2 separate regions of the Mus musculus genome follow, and region 2 is linked to region 1. A link is a contact called in public promoter capture Hi-C data. All regions are on one chromosome and are shown on one strand. The core of a region is the stretch at or near the end of the contact, and the rest is flanking DNA. Distances in the headings are between cores, read along the strand shown. Region 1 holds the start of Syt14 (synaptotagmin XIV). Region 2 holds the start of Irf6 (interferon regulatory factor 6).

The links. Capture Hi-C pulls out chosen DNA fragments and counts their contacts.
Region 2: a contact with region 1 is called in a promoter capture Hi-C map of pancreatic islet. The contact joins the promoter of Irf6 here to the promoter of Syt14 in region 1. A contact is called at or near these places in 5 of 39 promoter capture datasets (cranial neural crest, embryonic stem cells, frontonasal cranial neural crest and 2 more), 2 of 484 Hi-C or Micro-C datasets (both in embryonic stem cells), 1 of 115 datasets of contacts at active chromatin or transcription factors (embryonic stem cells) and 2 of 9 other capture datasets (liver and pancreatic islet).

The regions. Positions count from the first base shown.
Region 1 is chr1:193,033,980-193,037,389 of GRCm38.p6, forward strand. Syt14 (synaptotagmin XIV) reads right to left here and starts at 1,796. Exons shown (of 8, transcript NM_181546.3): 1 at 1,644-1,796. The coding sequence starts at 1,656.
Region 2 is chr1:193,151,796-193,154,999 of GRCm38.p6, forward strand. Irf6 (interferon regulatory factor 6) reads left to right here and starts at 1,317. Exons shown (of 8, transcript NM_016851.2): 1 at 1,317-1,504.

The DNA of each region.
Region 1 (3,410 bases), core at 546-3,045:
GGGGTATAGTTCAGTGGTACTTCCTGGCATGTACCATGCTATCAAAACTAAAACAAAACAAAAGAAAACAAAAAGCATACAGAGAATCTTTAGAAAACCCAATTATTTAAAGATACAAAACACTGAGCAAAATGCTCTAACATTTGGCTGCCAGGAGAAGGTATGTATGCCTAAAGAAAACTTGGACAATAAGAAATTACAAATTATGAGATCATATTTGAATCCTAACTGGGTTAATCCTTCATCATCTGCTTAAAATTATATTTGTATGACTTTACAAGAAATCCTTCCACAAAGTTGTTGACAAAATAAAGCATTCTACGTCAACCAGTGAATTTCACTCCCTAATTCCAGCTCTAATAAACAGTACTGAGAAGAATAAGGGTTGAACATGCTGTTCTGAACATCAACGATTACAGGTAGATTTTATTCTCCATCATCTTAGCAAATCATGTCAATGTGTCCCGTACTTAATCTCTAAATTGAAGTAAACATGAAACACACAGCTGAGTTAATTCTGGAGTTTGGTGGCTGGATCCTAAAGAAGCCCCCAGGCGTGTATACTAACAGAGACCAGTCACCTAAGGGAATTACTGTGCGAGGGGGAACACATTAAATGTAGGCAAGTAATGATTCAGCTACAGGTACTCTGTACAGGTCACGCAGGGAAGTTTTGGAAATCCTTTTTTTTGTACTGAGCTCATCTAAAATGGAAAACAAGATGCTGTAAGCATCACACCTGTGTGATACTAACTGCACAATATGCTCCTTAAAAGCAAGGCAAATTCCACTCCACTCCAACTCCATGCTCTCAGAATAAGAGGAAAATACACATCGGTACCACTTACCTTACCCAATTCGAATCAAGCTACTTGTGAAACATTTCTGTTGCCAATCTTCTGGGTGCGTTTGTCATAAATAGGCATTTGCCTCTCCCCGGAAAAAAGCAATTGTGAGGGTCAGATAAGAGGGTTGACCTCACGAAGATGTCCTGGCCCCCCTATACCCGTCAACCGAAGGGGACAGCGTGGTTATCATCGGCCCAGAAAGCCCGACAGGAGCAGCAGGATGAGCGGATCCCACAAGGGCAGCCTCCCGCTGCCGAACAGCACGGCGCTTCTCAATACCTCAGAGCCTCATTCACCTCAGCATCTCGGTATCTCAGCGCCCTAGTACCTGAGCATCTCACTCAGTACCTCAGCGCCTTAGTAACTGAGTCTCCTCAGTGCCTCAGAACCTCAGCGCCTCATTTACCTCAGAGACTCAGCACCTCAGTGTCTAAGTACCTAAGTCTCCTCTGTGCCTCAGAACCTCAGCGCCTCATTATCACCTCAGAGACTGAGCGAGTTGGCGTCTAAGTACCTCAGCGCCTTAGTACCTGAGCATCTCACTCAGTACTTCAGAGCCTTAGTACCTGAGCATCTCACTCAGTACTTCAGAGCCTTAGTGCCTGAGCATCTCACTCGGTACCTCAGCGCCCAAAGTGTGTAGGCCAGTGCTCGCGAGGGCCGCACGCCGCGCCTAGGCCGGTGTCCCGCATTAGCTTCCCTTACAGTCCGGACCCGCAACCCGCACCTCGGCCTCCTGGGCCCTGCGCTCGCTCGCGGGGCGTCTTCTCCGCGCATCGCTTGCCTTCCACTTACCTTCGATCGCCATGATGCGCTCGCCATGGACCGCACCAACCACGCAGGGAGAGCGGGGGTAAGTGCTGGAGCTTGCTCTTCTTAGGCCTCGGGCCAGAGGGGCGGGAACGCCCCGGGGCCAGGCAGCTGGGCCTCCAGGAGCTGGGGCGGGGCGGCGGGGTGGGGTCGAAGCTCCGGAGCAGGCGGCGCAGGAAGCGGAACCTTCCACGGTCGCGCACCGTCGGCACGTGACACCGCCCCGCCCCCGGCCCCTCTAGGCCCCGCCCCTCGCAACAACTATAGTTTGGCCCACAACCTCGACTTAACCCATTCCCATCTACCTTCCCAGGCCCCGCCCCCGAAATATCCACAACCCCGCCTACCACCCTGACCCGCCACGCCCGCCTCTTGCTGGCCACGCCCTCACCTCCCCCAACCCCCTCTCCCCCAGCCAGTGCAGGGTCTCAGGCGGGCGTTCCCAACAGGTGCAGACAGAGCAGAGAGCAGCCTCAGCAGCCAGCCTTCACCAGGCTTCCAGAGCGGCTGGACAAGCGGTCAGGACCACGGACAGGTCTCCGCACCCAGGAGGTGCCAGATTCCCTCTCAGCGAAGATCTATTCAGTTTGGTTTGGTTTGCCTGAACACTCACCTCAGATTTCAGCCAGCCAGTAGAGACAGCTTCGTGGCACAGCAAACCAGAAAGAGGGATCGTGAGGATAGTCTCTGTCTCTCCCTCCTTCCCTCTCTCTCTTCAGCCTCATTTCTAATGTGACCCAACTCCACAGGAGCCTGATGCCTCCTTGGAGGAACGAGTTCCCCATTTGTCTATGCATTGCAAGCACACATTTGAAGCCACACAATTGTAGGTGTTGCACAGACGTCTTGACAAAGGGCCTGAAATGCATGTCATGTACCCATTTTTAAGTTTGCAAGCCCTTGAGCATGTGAACACCCAAAAGCCAACCCCGAGCAAACTAGCTACCTAATCAGCCCCTCTCCACTGTTTATCCCGCTTCGTTTGGGTACTTTAAAGGCCGGATGGAGGAGCCTAGAAGGATAGGGGATTAGTGATTCTTCCTTGTGGAGAAGATGGTCACTCCTAGAACAGGTGGCTATATTAAGGACAGAAACAAAGAAGAAAATATTTTCCACTTATTATGTGAGGTTGGACTGTAATCTAGAGCAGAAACTGCCTTTCATTGCTTTTATATAACTTCTCCCTCAGTCGATTGATGCTCAATAGGCATCGATTCTTTAACATTTTTTTTCTACATTTGCTTATTTATTGGGGCAGGACCTTCGTGTGAAGGTTAAAAGACAGTTTGCAGAAGTTTGTTCTCATCACCATATGACCTCCAGGGATCAAAATCAGGTTGTCAGCCAGGCTTGGTAGCAAACATCTTTACCTTCTGAGACTTTTCCCTGACCCTGTTCTTTAATGTTTTGACTAGTCCAGTGAATATCTGTTGATCTAGGCATCATATAGAGAACTGGCTGCAGGGGTAGAGGAGATGGATCAGTTGATAAAGTGCTTGTTGCACAAGCATGAGAGCTTGAGCTCAATCCACACCTTTTTTTTTTTTTAAGTAGCATGCTTGTTATCCTAACTCTGTAGAACTGAGATAGGCAGATCCTTGAAGTTCATTGTTAAGCCAGTGTAGACTAACTGATGAACTCCAAGATCAATGAAAAAGCCTGTCTCAAAAAATAAAAAATAAAAAAGGGGGATGGGTGAGACTGGAGAAATGTCTCAACCGTGAAGATCACTTGCTGTTTTTGCAGAGGACC
Region 2 (3,204 bases), core at 67-2,566, 120 kb after region 1:
TCAATCCTGGGGCTTCAATATTCAGGAGCTTCAAGTTTCCTTAGCTGGGAACAGAGATTCACACACGCTAAAGCTTGGCTTAGCTTCTCCACTTTTTGCTCAGTGAATGATTCTGCTTACAATTAAGATGGGCCTTCCCACATCAATTAGTTTAATCAAGACAATCCCTCGAAGACATTCTCAGAGGCTAACCTTAATCAATACAACCCCATCCCACCCCCACCCCCATTGTCCAGAGGGCTGTCCTCTGGCTGTCTAGATGACAACTAATACTAACTTCACTCTATACAGTATTAGGTTAGGAAGGCTTGGTCTTCCCACCTCAGTCTCCTGAGTGGTGGACGCCTTTCATTGCTGTTATTCTTAGGACAGTGGGGAGGTTCTCACCCAGGGCCTTGATATACTAGGGAAACACTCTAAAAAGGAGCTACACCCTCAGTCTTCCTCCTAAGTGCCTTGCCCATGTTCCATCTCCTTGTTTCAGCGGCGTTTGGTGGTGAAGGGTTTGCCTCACTGCCTGGACGCTGCTTTCATAGTTGATCAATGGATAGGGCAGGTGGGTGGCACTTGTCAGGCACACAGGACATGAACTCCAGGTGGCAGAAAAGACTCTTACTCTGCAAGGTATTGTGGGATATTCTACCCTCACTTCAATAATAACCAAACGTGCTATGTACTTTATAGACACATATTGAATGCCCACATAATCTACCAGGCAGGCGATTTAGAAATCCCACTCTACAGAAAAGAAACGGAAGCTCAGGTTGCTGAGAAAACTTTCTTAGGTCTCTAGTGTCCGATAAAGACAGGGGCGAGGTGGGGTGGGGGTTTGAACGCCACAACTGGCTCCAGGGTCTGTGCTTTCAACTAGCACTTCATGGAGAATGGAAAAAGTGAAAATTGCGGTCGCCTTTGAATAGATAGAACTTAAGGTAGAACACGGGGTCCACGGGCAGTCCTGGAAGGTGCATTGACAAGTCCTGGAGTAGCTTCTCAAAGCCAAGTCCACCTACGCAGGTCCTCGTGCTAGTTCTGGGGCCCAGTCTCAGAACCCTCACTTGTGCAGGGTCACTACGGGAGGGGCGACGCTCTTCTATTTCGACGTGAACTCCTAGAACCCTCCCCCCCAAAGTCCCCAGGACGATCGGACACCCGCAGGGTGAGGCCCACACAGGGACCGCTCCCTCGGTGGCAGGGGCGTAGGGTGACGAAGAGGCAGGGCGGGGCCGGCGGCCCAGGAACGCAGAGGATCAGATTTCTCGCAATGCACCAATCCTGAACTCCGGGGGATGTGGCCACACCTGGAGGGCGTGACCAGACCGTGCAGGGGCTGTGGCATCCAGGGCTAGGCTCTGAGCACTGGGCACCGAGGTGGGCAGGTGCGGGCCTGTGCCGGCCGCAGAGGAGCCCGCGGTTCCCAGCCGCACCTAGCCGTCGGGGGAGCTCCTGTGCTGCGGCGGTGTGAACTCTTGTGCACCTGCTCCTGAGCACGGACTGAGGCCAGGTGGGGACGCCGGCGTTGGCAAGCCACCTGAGGGAGGACAGACACCTGACGGGTGGAGCCGGGCCCATTGGAGTTGATGTGGGCGGGGGAGCCGGCTTGGGTTCCGTGTCCCGCACCAGTCTGGGTGCTGGGCGCTGGGCACCCTTCTTCAAGTAGTTTTGGGACGGCACCGGGCCCCTTCTGATCCCCTCCCGCAGAAAGAGCTTGTTTCTGCTCCGCCTGCTCCACCATCGGATGGAAGGAAGGAATCCCTTCCACCCTAGCCTCTCCGGTTTTAACTAGCTTACTCTGAGGCTGGCTCCTCTGTCCCAGCGGGGACTTCCCAGGCCCCGAGGCCCTGGGTTCTAGTGGCTGTTTAGGGAAAATCGGGATGAGGATGACCTAGGGTTTGGTCGGATTTGTTTTCCTTTTTCCGAGTGTCTTAACACAGTCAAGGCCGCTCACACTGGGCCTGGGAGATGTCTGTGGAGTTCCAGGTAGCCAAGCTAGGTGCTGGGGAGGGTGGCGCCAGGCGTGGCAGCTCTGCCGGGTGAGGCCCTCCTGGCCTGAAGGGGCTGGAGGCGGTGCGCGGAGAGCAGAAAGCCTCCCATACCTGCCTGGAAGGGAGGCCTGGGCTGCCGTGCTTCGCTCGGTGATAAAGTGGTAACCAGCCTTCCCTGTTTTCTTGGTGGGTATCAAGATGGAAGCTAGGGAAGGGAGAGGGCGAAGGTGCTTGGGCAGGGATTGGTGAAGTTGCTAGTTAGATCTGTGTGTCACACATGACAGCACAGTGGCCTACAGCTTGGCCTTGTCATCCACCAACTCCAAACCCACAGGGAGGAGGTGTGTGAGGATGTGAGCAGTAGAATAGCATTTACTCCGAGGCAAGGTGAAAATTCATGGAGCTGGCATTTCAGTTCCATTCAGGAAGAATGGGAAACTAGGGCAGTCCCAACAGCTGCCTTTGAGACCTGGCCCAAACCACCAGAGCCTTCTAGCTTGAGGTCTAGGATCCACTCCTGGAACAGACAATGAGGACAGTTCGTGCCCCAGGAGCCTGAAAGTGCCCCTGCCCTCTGCTCACAGTGAGGAGGTGGGTGGTGGTCTTATCACTGGATGGTTCCTATCTGTCAGAGAAAACAGACCTTTCATTTTCATGTGGTGGCAGCTGGAGATGGCAGGGCACAGTTTCAGTGGCCTGAAGGTTTAGAGAGGTCTGATTTAGATGTCTTTAATCGCTTCCTCTCAATTTGGTGGCTCCTCCTGGGGTCCTTGTTGGTTTATGTGTAGAATGGGGGAGGCTCAGAGTGCAGGGCACAAAGGCAGGGTTTGGTGCATCCCAGAGGTAAGGTAGAGGCCACTTAACCTTATCCCTGTGCCTCAGTTAACTCAGCTGTCAAATGGGGCTGACACCACATCTTGGATCCTGAGGGTGGGATAACACAGGTTACACTATACAGCCTGTGTTGATGTGGAGGATGGCGCTGCTATTCATCCTGAGAAGTGTCACTGTCTTGTGGTATAGAAAAATGCTGCTGCAGTTTTAAATAATTGGGAATCGAAACAAAATGTGGGTGATTCTCTCTCTCTCTCATATATATACATATATATATATATGAGAGAGAGAGAGAGAGAGAGAGAGAGAGAGAGAGAGAGAGAGAGAGAGAGAGAAGCACTACATATATCATGGTACCTTGCAATATCTTCCCTGGTTTGTGTCT